Linked DNA regions of Drosophila melanogaster: region 1 is linked to region 2. Evidence: chromatin contacts called from public Hi-C data. All regions are on one chromosome and are shown on one strand. The core of a region is the stretch at or near the end of the contact, and the rest is flanking DNA. Distances in the headings are between cores, read along the strand shown.

Region 1 (5,324 bases), core at 547-3,046, 520 kb before region 2:
ACACTGACCGGCTGTCTCACACACACACACACACACACACACACGTGATAATTTTTTTAGATGTTTTCCTTTGCAAGTGTGCGTGTGTTAATGCGCGCACTTATTTTTGTTGTTTTTCGAGCTCATTTCAACATTTTGCACACAATGCTATTGCTGTTGTTGTTTTTGGCATATAAATTATACATTATGTATGCATGTGGTACACTTACACAAACAAACGCTAACTGCATTTTGGCAGTGTGGCAAAAAAAAAAACAAAACTATTTAATGCATTTGTTGTTATATTTAGTTGCTGCTTTCTCTCTCCTCGTTTGCTTTTGGTTTATTAAATTCCTTTTTGTTGTTTTTGCGACGACGCTCGTGGTGAAAAAAAAAAACAATTTGTTTGGTTCTCTTTTCTTTTGATATTCGCACTTTTTCGCTAGTTTGCTTTAGCGCTTGTTCCGCATTCGACGCCGACGCACGTCCGCCCGTCTTCGCAATACACAAACGAGTGTGATCGTTGTTACGAAAATTATTTCAACGAAGTCAACTGAAAAATGTGTACGGCACACACACAAACCTACAGCCGTGCGCTCACCCACACTGGCGCAGCGCGCCGGCAGCGACGCCTACTGCGGCAGCGGATGCAGAGCGCAAAAGAAAAACGGAAAACACGAAAGAGAAAAAAACAAACACCCGTAGCGCAGTCGGCGTCGCTGCAACGCTGCCACGAACATTTTGCCGAATTGTTGTTGCTGCTGTCCGTCTCCCTTTTGCGCCCCCACCCCCCTTCTTATGCATTTTCCTACTCTGCCATCGCTCTCTCTCACCCTATTCGGCTAGCCCCCTCCTCGACGAACGCCTGCTCTCTCTCTCTCCTTCCGCTCATCGACTAGCTCTAAGCTGCGACGCCGACGTCAACGTAGCTGCAGAGTTACAACCCACAGTGGTTAAGACATAAGCAACTTATGGAAATTAATTAAGGGATCTTAGCCAATTCAGTATGAAAGTAAAATTTTATAAAATAATACGAATTTATGGGATTACAAGTTTACCATTTGTTGAATATTTAACCTCACAATTAAGTTCTTTAAATACTCTACACATATGTATCTCGAATTTGAACTTTTTATTGTTAAACTTTCTCTCAAATTCGCATTATTTTTTAGTAACACCATCTGGGAATCAAGCAGATCAAAAAAGGCAAGCTTCTTTGTGGCTTACTCATATAAATGGTGTAAAAAATAATGCAAACTAGCTAAATTTACTTTAAAATTAGTGTTTCCTTGTTACATGTTTACTCTTTACATACAGTTGTACAAATTTATTTGTATATATTATTTCTCTATAAGAATATAATAATGCCATTTTCCCCTGGCATTTGAACCACGGTACAAGGAAAGCTTAAGCTATGCTATATACAAGACCCACACACACTGACACATGTTCACAGAGAGCTGGCTGGGTCACAGTATTGGTATTGGTTTTGGTATTGGTGGTGTGATGATGATGTTGTTGCTTTTGTGCGGGAGTGGGTGGGTGGGTGCTCTTTGTGGGCGAAGGCGTGGCGGGGCGGCTCTATTTTTGGCAAGCACCAAAAGCAAAAGCAAAGGCCCCTGCTTAGCATTCGATGGCCACCTCTCCTCGCTCTAGCCCTCTCCCTTTCCCACATGCCATCACTCTCCCCGTCCCTTTCGCACCGTCGAATGCAAGAAGTTTTCGGTATTCGCGCGCTCTGCGGCTTTCAAGACAGGCCCCGTTCCAGAAGGCAGAGAAAACCGGGAACGACCGAGCACGAACACGAACAAACGAATACACGAGTTCACGAACGGGCGCAGCTCCAAAAGGTCGCCCCGACTCTAAACATTTACCAAAAAAAAAAATTTAATTAGCCAGGTCCAAGAGTCCAAGTCAAATTCCATTGTGCCGCCATCATACGGGGCTAAAAAGTTAACTGCCAGTTAATAACGAGTCCCGCGAAGTACAGTCAGATCAAAACAGGTGTTATTTGGTCCCGAAAACTAAACGTACAGTTGCGCCAAAACACATTGTGATATGTATTTTACTTAATGCAATGTCCACTTCAATTTATTTAGAACCAACTGTAGCCTATTAAAGGTTCTACTTGTTTTCATTCAATCATATGCTTATGTGTGTAATAGGATTACACAATATAAACCGAAACGCAATTTATATATGAATGTACGTAAGTACACCAATCAGTTTTTAGGGTATTCAAAAGCCGAGTGTCAATGGAAGGCACTGCAGTTTATTGGTATCTCTCGGCTTTGGTTTCAGGTGTCTCCCGGGCTTTTTAGTTTGTACGGTACGAGACTCTCCAGTGCGTGGCTTTCTTTAATTCTTTCGTTCTACGGGCTCCCTGTTTCGTGGCATCTCTCTTGATTTTGAGTGGGGGTTTTGATTTTTGGTGTTTTGCTTTGCTAATTAGTCAGCTGTGCGTGAGTGTGTTTGGGTATTTCTTGTACTTTGTGTGGAAGATGTTTTTTGTTTTTTTTTTCTCTACGGCCATGTAAACCCCCTTCTAATAGTGCGGTATTCGTATTTAGTCATATGCTTAACTATGTACATAGATATATATGTATATACATATACATACATAAATCTATATGTACGAGGCTATGTGCAACGGTTAAAGTGTGCGAAATGTGCATCTGTAGTGGTGGGCATACGCATTCGACATCGTCAGTCGCCATCGATGCGAACGAAGAGTGTACGAGAGTGAGAGAGAGAGGGTGTAAGTGCGAGGGGTTGGGTAAGGGGAGAAAGAGGGAGACAGCGTGAGAAGCGAGCGTTACGAAAGGCCCCGTTTCGTGCGCGCTTTGCTATGTAAACACGACTAAACATGTGCCTGCATGTGTGCGTCTGTCTGCATGTATGAATCTAGGCGTACACATGTATGTATGTTTGCATGCGTGGATGTAGACCGTTCGTTTAACCATCAATGGGAAATATTGGATTGGGCGTTGGGTGGCTCAAAACGGGGGATTGGGGCGGTAGGCGGATGGTCGGCTCTGCCGTTTGCTATGATTTTGGCAAGCTTCACGATTGCGCAGGGAACAGAAAACCGATATTTGCTGCACAAAGAAGTAGAACTAGGAGGGCTTACCGAGCTTGATGATGTTTGTACATATATATGTACATATGTATGTATGTATATACATATGTATGGTGGCAATATACAAAAATACAAACGAACAAGAGATCTTACCGCTTAGAAACGGTTAAATTTTGCCAAAATTACGTTAGTAATATTGTTAATACTGCTGGATGTGTAAACACTTTTTAAACAGTCTTGGCTTTGACAGCGACTAATGGCTATTTACAATTTTTGTGCGAGTTGCTTCAGGAATTTTCTCTAACATTTTCTTGTAAATGCATTTGTGCCACCAAACGTTAATGGGGAAAGTCGTTCTACCATCTACATAGTTTCTTAACACAAACTTAAAATTATGCAGATTTGCTGCGTATCTCTTTGCCTCTATAAAATTACCCCACTCACTGCTCCTTTCATTGGGGACTCTGGCCAATCAATGGGGACCGGACATCCGTTCGACCTCGGCTCCCCCCAAGCGCGCAACGCCCACCACCCGCAGTACTTTCCACCGCAATCTTCCCACTCACATCACTTTTTTTCTGCCCTGCTTTCCTCTCCTCTTCTCCTTCTCCGCTGCACTTTGCTTTCTGCTTTCGGCTAATGCGCCCGCAGCACCTGAGAGCGTTACAGAGTGTTGGTGTGCCGGTGTTAATGTGAGCGTGTGCCCAACCCCCCCAAACCATCGCATTGCACCCACTTCTTTCAACACCCACCGCCCCATTGCCACCTTTAACCCTCTGTGTGTCAATTACCAAACGCTCTAAGTGAGTACTTTTTAGGTGGAAAACAAACATTCGAGTTGAAATGCTTGCGGTTATTTCTCTTCGGTTATCTTTTTGGAAGATACACTTTAAATGCGCTTGAACTTATGTCAGTATATGCATAGAAATTTGTGTTTTTCATGATTTCAGATTTTGAAATACGAACGCATAGGATTGGACAGTAATGCGGATGTTAAACTATTATGCTCCACTATTGGGGGATATTCCATGTAAGTCTAGGCTATTGCCACAAAGGATAGTACCATGCGGAACAGGTGTTTCCTCAGCTTTATTTTAAAGGAATTCTACAAACAGTTCAAGTATGCAATTTCCAGTTAAAACTCAATTTGCACGTTTTGTATATTTTTTAAATGTTTATCGCTAAATTCGCTCGGGTAAATAGTGGGTTAAGCCTATGTGGCTTTAACGCAACTTTACACCATCAAGTTTTTGCGGTTGGTTTTGTGTTGTTTTACCCCGTTCTGCTTCCCGCTTTCATTATCAGTATCCGCATCTTTTGCTTATCATTTTGGGGTTCACTTGCTAGATTCTTGTTGTTTTAGCTGCAGTTGCAGTTGCAATTCACGAGCATACAAAAGAGGCTCAAAAAAAAAGATGAAAAGTGCTTACCAAGTTTGCACACAAAGCACATGCATACATACATATACATACAAATGTATGTATATGCATAAGTATTGTTAAAACATAGACATAAATATCAACACTGATGCACAGTTTACTTGGCAGCCTTTTATGCACTTTCATTCGCCTGCTGCAGCTGCTGTAGCTCTCTCTGTCTTTTCACCAGGCTTTCCCTCTTCCTCCCACCTACTGCGTTTTCCAGCCCTTGGTAACTTCCCGAACTCCACTTCTCTTCTCCACTTTCTTTTTGCCGCATTTTCCTCTGCACGTGTGTGTGTGTATGGGCTGGCATTGCTTTGCTGTAAGTTTTCATCGTATCTGTCAATCCGCACAAAAAGGTGTTTTAAAGAACGCGTCAGAAATTAGACTGCACCTCTTCTCTATCGCATCTACTGCTTCTGCTCCTGCTCCTGCTCCTCCGCTTCCCTTCTCATCCTCAACACTTTTCTCGGTCTCCTCTTCGCCGTGTCCTTCGGTGACAGTTGGCAACTCCGGACGCAGGACCACCTGGTCCCCCTTCCCCGTTGTAATTGATATTGCTCCTTCTCCAATGTCCTCACTGGTCTCCCTTCGGCTTCGATCTCTCTGCACATGGCTTACACCTTTGCCAATGTCCAAGAGGTCAATTAGGCTTTTCCGATCGAAATATATGTATGTATTGTATGTACATATGTATGTATGTATGTACCTTTTAGAAATTAGTCGCAGATGCTGCGCTAGTCTCTTTACATTGCAATACACTCAACTTGGAACATACATACATACATATGTATGTATCTATTTTGTTATTATACATATGTAGCTATGTATGTATGTATAGCAAT
Region 2 (5,726 bases), core at 1,823-4,322:
GCATTATACATTATTATAATTCTGTTATTATTAAAGGACACTTTCAAACGTTTGTTTGTTATTAAAGTTGCCGCATTGACCTTAATTTCCTTTTTTGCCTGTGTACTTATTACCCCACGCAGGTCAAAGAGAAAGCAAATCACCCCCGAAAAAAATCAAAAGGAGGCTCGTCCTGCAAGCCCTTTTTTGTGTGTATGTGTGCACGCCGTGGGTGTACATTTGTACGTACGTGTGTGTGTGTGTGCTATTGATTTTTCTCATTACAAAATCGCAAGTACTATTCTTTTTGTCATTTTTCTCGTTCTTGGCATTATGCAATCCGCTCACATGCAAATGTGCATTGCCGGTGGGTGGTAAGTGGGCGTGCTGCTGCTCCTCCTTTTGCTTTAAGGTCATTCGGCGGACACTTCTCTTTTGCAAAAGAGAGATGGTGTGTCTTCCTTCTATCGCTTTTGGCAACAACAAAAGCACAGCATAAGCATAGTGACACGCATGAGAAACGAAACGGGAACGAATGAAAGGGGAAAATGGTATTCTCTGTTTTTTTCTCTGCTCTCTCTTGCTCGACCAACTCTCTCTGCCTTACGCTCTTTTTCTTCACTTCGCTCTGCGCCGTGGCATTTGTTTTTGTTGTTGTAAATTTACAAGAATAAGACCCAAAAAAAATCAAGCCGGACTTGTGGAAATTTACCAAAAAAAAATTTAAAGCGGGCGGCCCAAAAAGAGACAAAGTTCGTTAAACCCACAAAGAATATAGAGATTTTTATTTATAGGCATTCCGATGTTGCCAAAAAAAAAAAGAAATGGGCGAATTTCATTTGGCGATTATGTAATGTATTAGAAGACACACATACACACAGGCACACACATACGTACGTACATGCATACACGTTAGCACTTATCATTCGCCAACAACAATGAAGAGAATAAAGTTCTTAATCGCAAGCACATGTCTGGAAATTCTTTTTTTTTCAATTCCAGCGTGACGTGTGTTGAAGAAGAAGAAGAGGATGGGAAAAGAGGAGTAGGATCAGATGAGGGATGGGTTGAGGAAGAGCGAAAGGGAGGGGAGAGGACGAAGGTTTTAACAACAGAAGCGACACACTTTACGGTTAGCTAACTGGAAGGAGGTGGATAGAGATCCCAGGAAAGCATGGGAATTCGATACACTGGTCGAAAAGCAAAGGGGTAATTCGAAAAGTTAAAATGAAGAACTCACCTGTGCCTCGGACAATTTCCGTGCGGAAATGCGATAGAGCGACATGGCAATGCGATTACGTACGGCTGCGAGTAGAAGAAAAACACTTTCGCCTTGGCTAGAAAAAAACACACACACAGAAAAAAATTTGCTTTCCTTTTTCTGGAAGTGAAGTGTTCTTTTCGTGGGTCTCTCGTCTAGCAGCTGCGCGGCAACTGAATGGCGCCAATCGCATTTTCTGCGGGAAGGGGCGGCACGAGCGCAAAGAACACCCGCTAATTCCCACGCAACGGCGTTTTCCGCTCTCCCCCAGAAAGGTCACACTTAAGGTGGGCTGCCTGCTCTGGTACTTGAAAAAAAACGCCCACGCAACTTATTTAATTGAAATAGATGTTATATGCTTTGGATGCATTTTTGCTCTACTAAGATCCATATAAATTGACATTTGCTCGAGTGCAGACTAGTTTTCAATTCCAATTTTAAAAAAGTCTATTAGCTATCCCAGTCGACACCCCCCATTTCCATGCATTTTAAACCGCTCCCTGACATTGTCTGTTTGCTATAGAGTATAAATACTGTCGTGTGAGGGAAATATCTTTTTATTGCGGGAAAATCAAACACCGACTTTTGTAAAAAATAATCATATTTCAACTGAAGTTTTATAATAAAGCTTTGCCGAAAAAGGCCACAGATCAATAAAAAGTTCGATATTCACGAAGACGTTTATCATCATAACTTTGTTAAAACTTGTCGTACAGTTTACAATTTAGTAGTTTTAATTACTTAGTTTTAGTAGTTTTTTTACTTTTAGTAGCGAATTCGCAGTGCTAGGATTCCTACCACTTTTTGAAGGATTTAGGGAAATTAATTTTTGGGTCAATTTTTTTTTTGTAAGGGGTAACATCATCAAAATTTGCAAAAATTGGCCAAAAAATAGAATTCCTATTTTTTGATACAGTTCGACAGGGAATTTAAATACGAGCTCGACGAGGTATTGCATTCCGTATTCAGACAATTATTTTTAAAGTTATGGCAAAAAAAAACTGATTCTTTTATGACGGAAAATCGAAAAAAATTATTTTTGCAAAAATTACAAAATTATAGATGGGCATTTTAATCATAACTTGACTAAAAGTGATCACAAAGCGAAAAGAATAACTGTTTTGAGCAGCTAATTGCGAAGGCTAACCATCCCAATCACTTTTTGACCGATTTGGAAAAACTAATTTTTTGGTAATTTTTCGCATTTTTTGTAAGGGGTAACATCATCAAAATTTGCGAAAAATGGTCAAAAAATAGAATTTCCATTTGTGGATACAGTTTGATAGGGAATTTAAATACGAGCTCAACGAGATATGGAACTCCATATTTGGACAAATATTTTTAAAGTTGTGGCCAAAAAACTGATTCATTTTTGAACGAAATTTGGAAAAACAGATCTTGGCAAATATTAAATAAAATTTGTTTATGGTCATATGGTCTTGGTCACCTTTCTCGCTGTTATGGAAAAATCAGATGAAGGGAGATTTATATTAAAAGAAAACTCACTTGGGCATCCTGCATATCAGGCATGTTCAAGGTTTCCGGAGTCGCCGATTGTTGCTGCTCCTTGAGATTGCCAGTCACGTTATCCTTTTTGGAACGCATTCGGAATGAACTTGGAGTCCCAATGGACTTCGAGTCCCACATAGAATTTTTAGCCAAATAACGTCGTTGAAAGGCAAAATGATGGCCCAAAGAGCCATTTCCGAAACGGCGTACGAACATTACTACTTTTAGCTGTAAATATATACGATATTTCGAAGTTTCTAGTTCGCTTTTTCTCTTGTTTTTGGGAATGTGAAAGCTAGTGATGTAGGATACAAAAATTTATTTTGACAGGAAAGCGATTGCGATAAATATAGGGATGGTATCAAACAGTTCGGAATACTGTATATACTGTAATACCGTATAAACGTTTGCACGTTCTACTGTGACTTGTTGTTGTGATTGTCTTTCGATAATAATATAATATAAATCAAATAAATTGACTCAACTTTTCACGTTAGAAAATATTTTTCAACTTCGTTTGCAGTATTCGCCACTTTTTGGTATATTTTCGTCACTACTTGGTATTTTACCCTGCCCCAAGTCAGGCCACACTGCCTTGGTGTTATGCAAAAAACGTCATTTTTTTGACAATTCAACAGATTTTTTCCCTTTATTCGAGCGTAAGTCCCAGTTTACCGGCCAAACAGCCGACTGATATATACTTTGTACCACAGGAGGAGTCACCATGGCGACGGCAGTGCCGCATTGTCCCCCGAAACAGGACCTTCCACCGCCGGGCGGCTACAAGAAGATACCCTTTGCCCGCGTGCCACCGAAGAGCTACTTCACAGGTGAGCTCCTCCAAATCCCATTGATCTAACCATATATGTGCTGGTAACTATATCAATCCCTCGGCAGGCTTCACCACCATCGGCACCTATGTGGTTGTGACAGCCGTTGGCCTGGGCATCTACTACTTGACCGCCAAGAAGGTGAAGCGCGACGAGATCGAGATGCGTTCCGCCCAGAATGTCATCTTTCCCATTTTGGTCGCCGAGCGGGATCGCGAATTCCTGCGCCAGTTGCGACGCAATCGGGACGAGGAGGCCGAGCTGATGAAGAACGTGCCCGGCTGGGAGGTGGGCACCTGGTATGGTGAGCCCGTTTTCAAGACCCTGCCCGAGGATACCCTGGTCACGCCCATTTTCAAGGAGTTCTACGCCCACTCCGACTGGAAGTCGTACGCCAAGCGTGCCCACTTGAAGCTCTGGTCCTAAATCGGCCTAGTTAATGGATTAGTTAATGCCTAAGCACGCACCTTTTTGTTTGTAGATCATCCGCCTAAGCGCCAAAAAAAGAAAGTATCGACCAATTATAATGTCAGATCAGATTGGCTGAAATACCGATTCTCTTTGTGTGTGTTTAATCCAAATCCTGTGCTGGACCACCCGAGGTAGCCAGAGATTTTTACCAAACCGGGGGCGTTGCCGTCCAGCTGCAATATAGCCCACGGGCAGTGCTCAAAAATGGCCAAATTAGATGGATTTGGTGGCACCAACAGCGGGGAATCCCAGTTGGCTGTGTCACCAAATTAAAATCTAATTGAAAATCTGCTGCTTAGTAAAAATAATAAATTCACAACATAAAACACTACGAAATGCTTATGATTCAATAGGGATTATTAAAATAGCAATGAAGAAATCTTGAGCCATTGAAAAACATTCTTGATTTATTTTATTTTTATTTTTTATTGAATTCAACATCGATTTGACGCTCGTTTTGTGTGTCAGTATTTGGAGTTTCGGGTTATTACACAATAGCGGGTGATCGTGAGCTCTAACATTAAGTAGTCGTAATTATAAGTAAGTAATATATATCTATACATGGGCCATGATCGACATCCGTCGACATGCTTTTATCTTCAATTGTAAACCGCAGAGTTGGCCTGAAATCATATAAAAAAAAAAACAACTGTGTGTGTGGATTTGTGTACAACTAGGTAAAAGATAAACCCTTTCCTTTGGAATCGCTTGACGACAGTGGCCCCCGTTGTGGCTCCCAAAAAATACAATATGGGTGTGGACTTATGTTTGCGTGTAGATAAACAGCAGCTGCTCCTTTCTCCTGGCCCGGGCGGCTAGTGTCCGAGTTTTGCATGGGCGAATCATTAGAAACTAGCTCGTGCTCCAGCTAATCCTACTGCTCCTAATCTACGTACTCCTGCTTGATAACAACGTAACGCACTGGCGGCGGCGATTTCTGCTCATCACGCTCCGGCTCCAGCTGCTGCCGACGCCGCCAGTGCTCATCACGTTGTGGCCGCCTCTACTTCATGTCCCTTCGACGCTTGATGCTGCCATCGCAGGTGGGCAGATGGCGCTGTAGGAAGCCCTCGAAAACGAACTTGCGGCCGCAACGTACGCAGCTGAACTCGCGCTTCTCCTCCACCTGCTGCTTGTGCTGCCGCAGTGCCTCCGCATTAGAGTACTTATCGCGGCAGGCGTCGCAGGCATAGCGTCTCTTCACCTGGCCAACATCGAAGACGACGGTGAAGTTCTGCGAGCAGAAGGCGCACTGGAACTCCTTGACGACCACCTTCTTGCCGCCGTGCTGGGCGGCCAGGGCCACCGCTTCGGCCTCGAGCTTGTCCTGGTGCTTGTGCGACTCCATGTGGGCGGTAAATTTGCTCTCCTCGACGAACTTGCGATAGCAGCGGGTGCAGCGGAAGGGCTGCTCGCCCGTGTGCCGCATCATATGCTCCTTGAGGTAGGCAACCGAGTTGAAGACCTTGCTGCACACTTTGCACTTGCGTTCATCGGTGGAGATCTCGTTCCTCTGCCGCAGGCAGGCGCGCATATGAAGCTTCAGGGAGCCGGCGGCGCTGTAGCAATTGCCGCAATTGGGACAGTAGAAGGTCTTGTTGCGACCATACGGATCTTGTTCGGCATGGTCGATGGTACTCTCGAACACAATAGAGCCCACCTCGTCATCTTCAACC

What was found. A called contact is a pair of places that touch in the nucleus more often than the background predicts.
Region 1: a Hi-C map of the Kc167 cell line shows a contact between it and region 2, with 2.7 times the contacts expected there. The contact joins the promoter of CG14434 here to the promoter of kdn in region 2. A contact is called at or near these places in 5 of 107 Hi-C or Micro-C datasets (the Kc167 cell line, the S2 cell line, embryo and 2 more).

What each region holds. Positions count from the first base shown.
Region 1 is chrX:6,863,666-6,868,989 of dm6, reverse strand. It overlaps CG14434, which reads left to right and starts at 1,796. Exons shown (of 3, transcript NM_001298040.1): 1 at 1,796-2,188; 2 at 4,009-4,088. CG43736 reads right to left here and starts at 763. Exons shown (of 5, transcript NM_001298043.1): 1 at 210-763.
Region 2 is chrX:6,347,975-6,353,700 of dm6, reverse strand. It overlaps kdn (knockdown), which reads right to left and starts at 3,072. Exons shown (of 3, transcript NM_167072.2): 1 at 2,747-3,072. The coding sequence starts at 2,965. ND-B16.6 (NADH dehydrogenase (ubiquinone) B16.6 subunit) reads left to right here and starts at 3,300. Exons shown (of 3, transcript NM_001316630.1): 1 at 3,300-3,408; 2 at 3,463-3,579; 3 at 3,647-4,685. The coding sequence starts at 3,474. The coding sequence ends at 4,005. It overlaps CG3847, which reads right to left. Exons shown (of 1, transcript NM_132089.4): 1 at 4,465-5,726. The coding sequence ends at 5,054.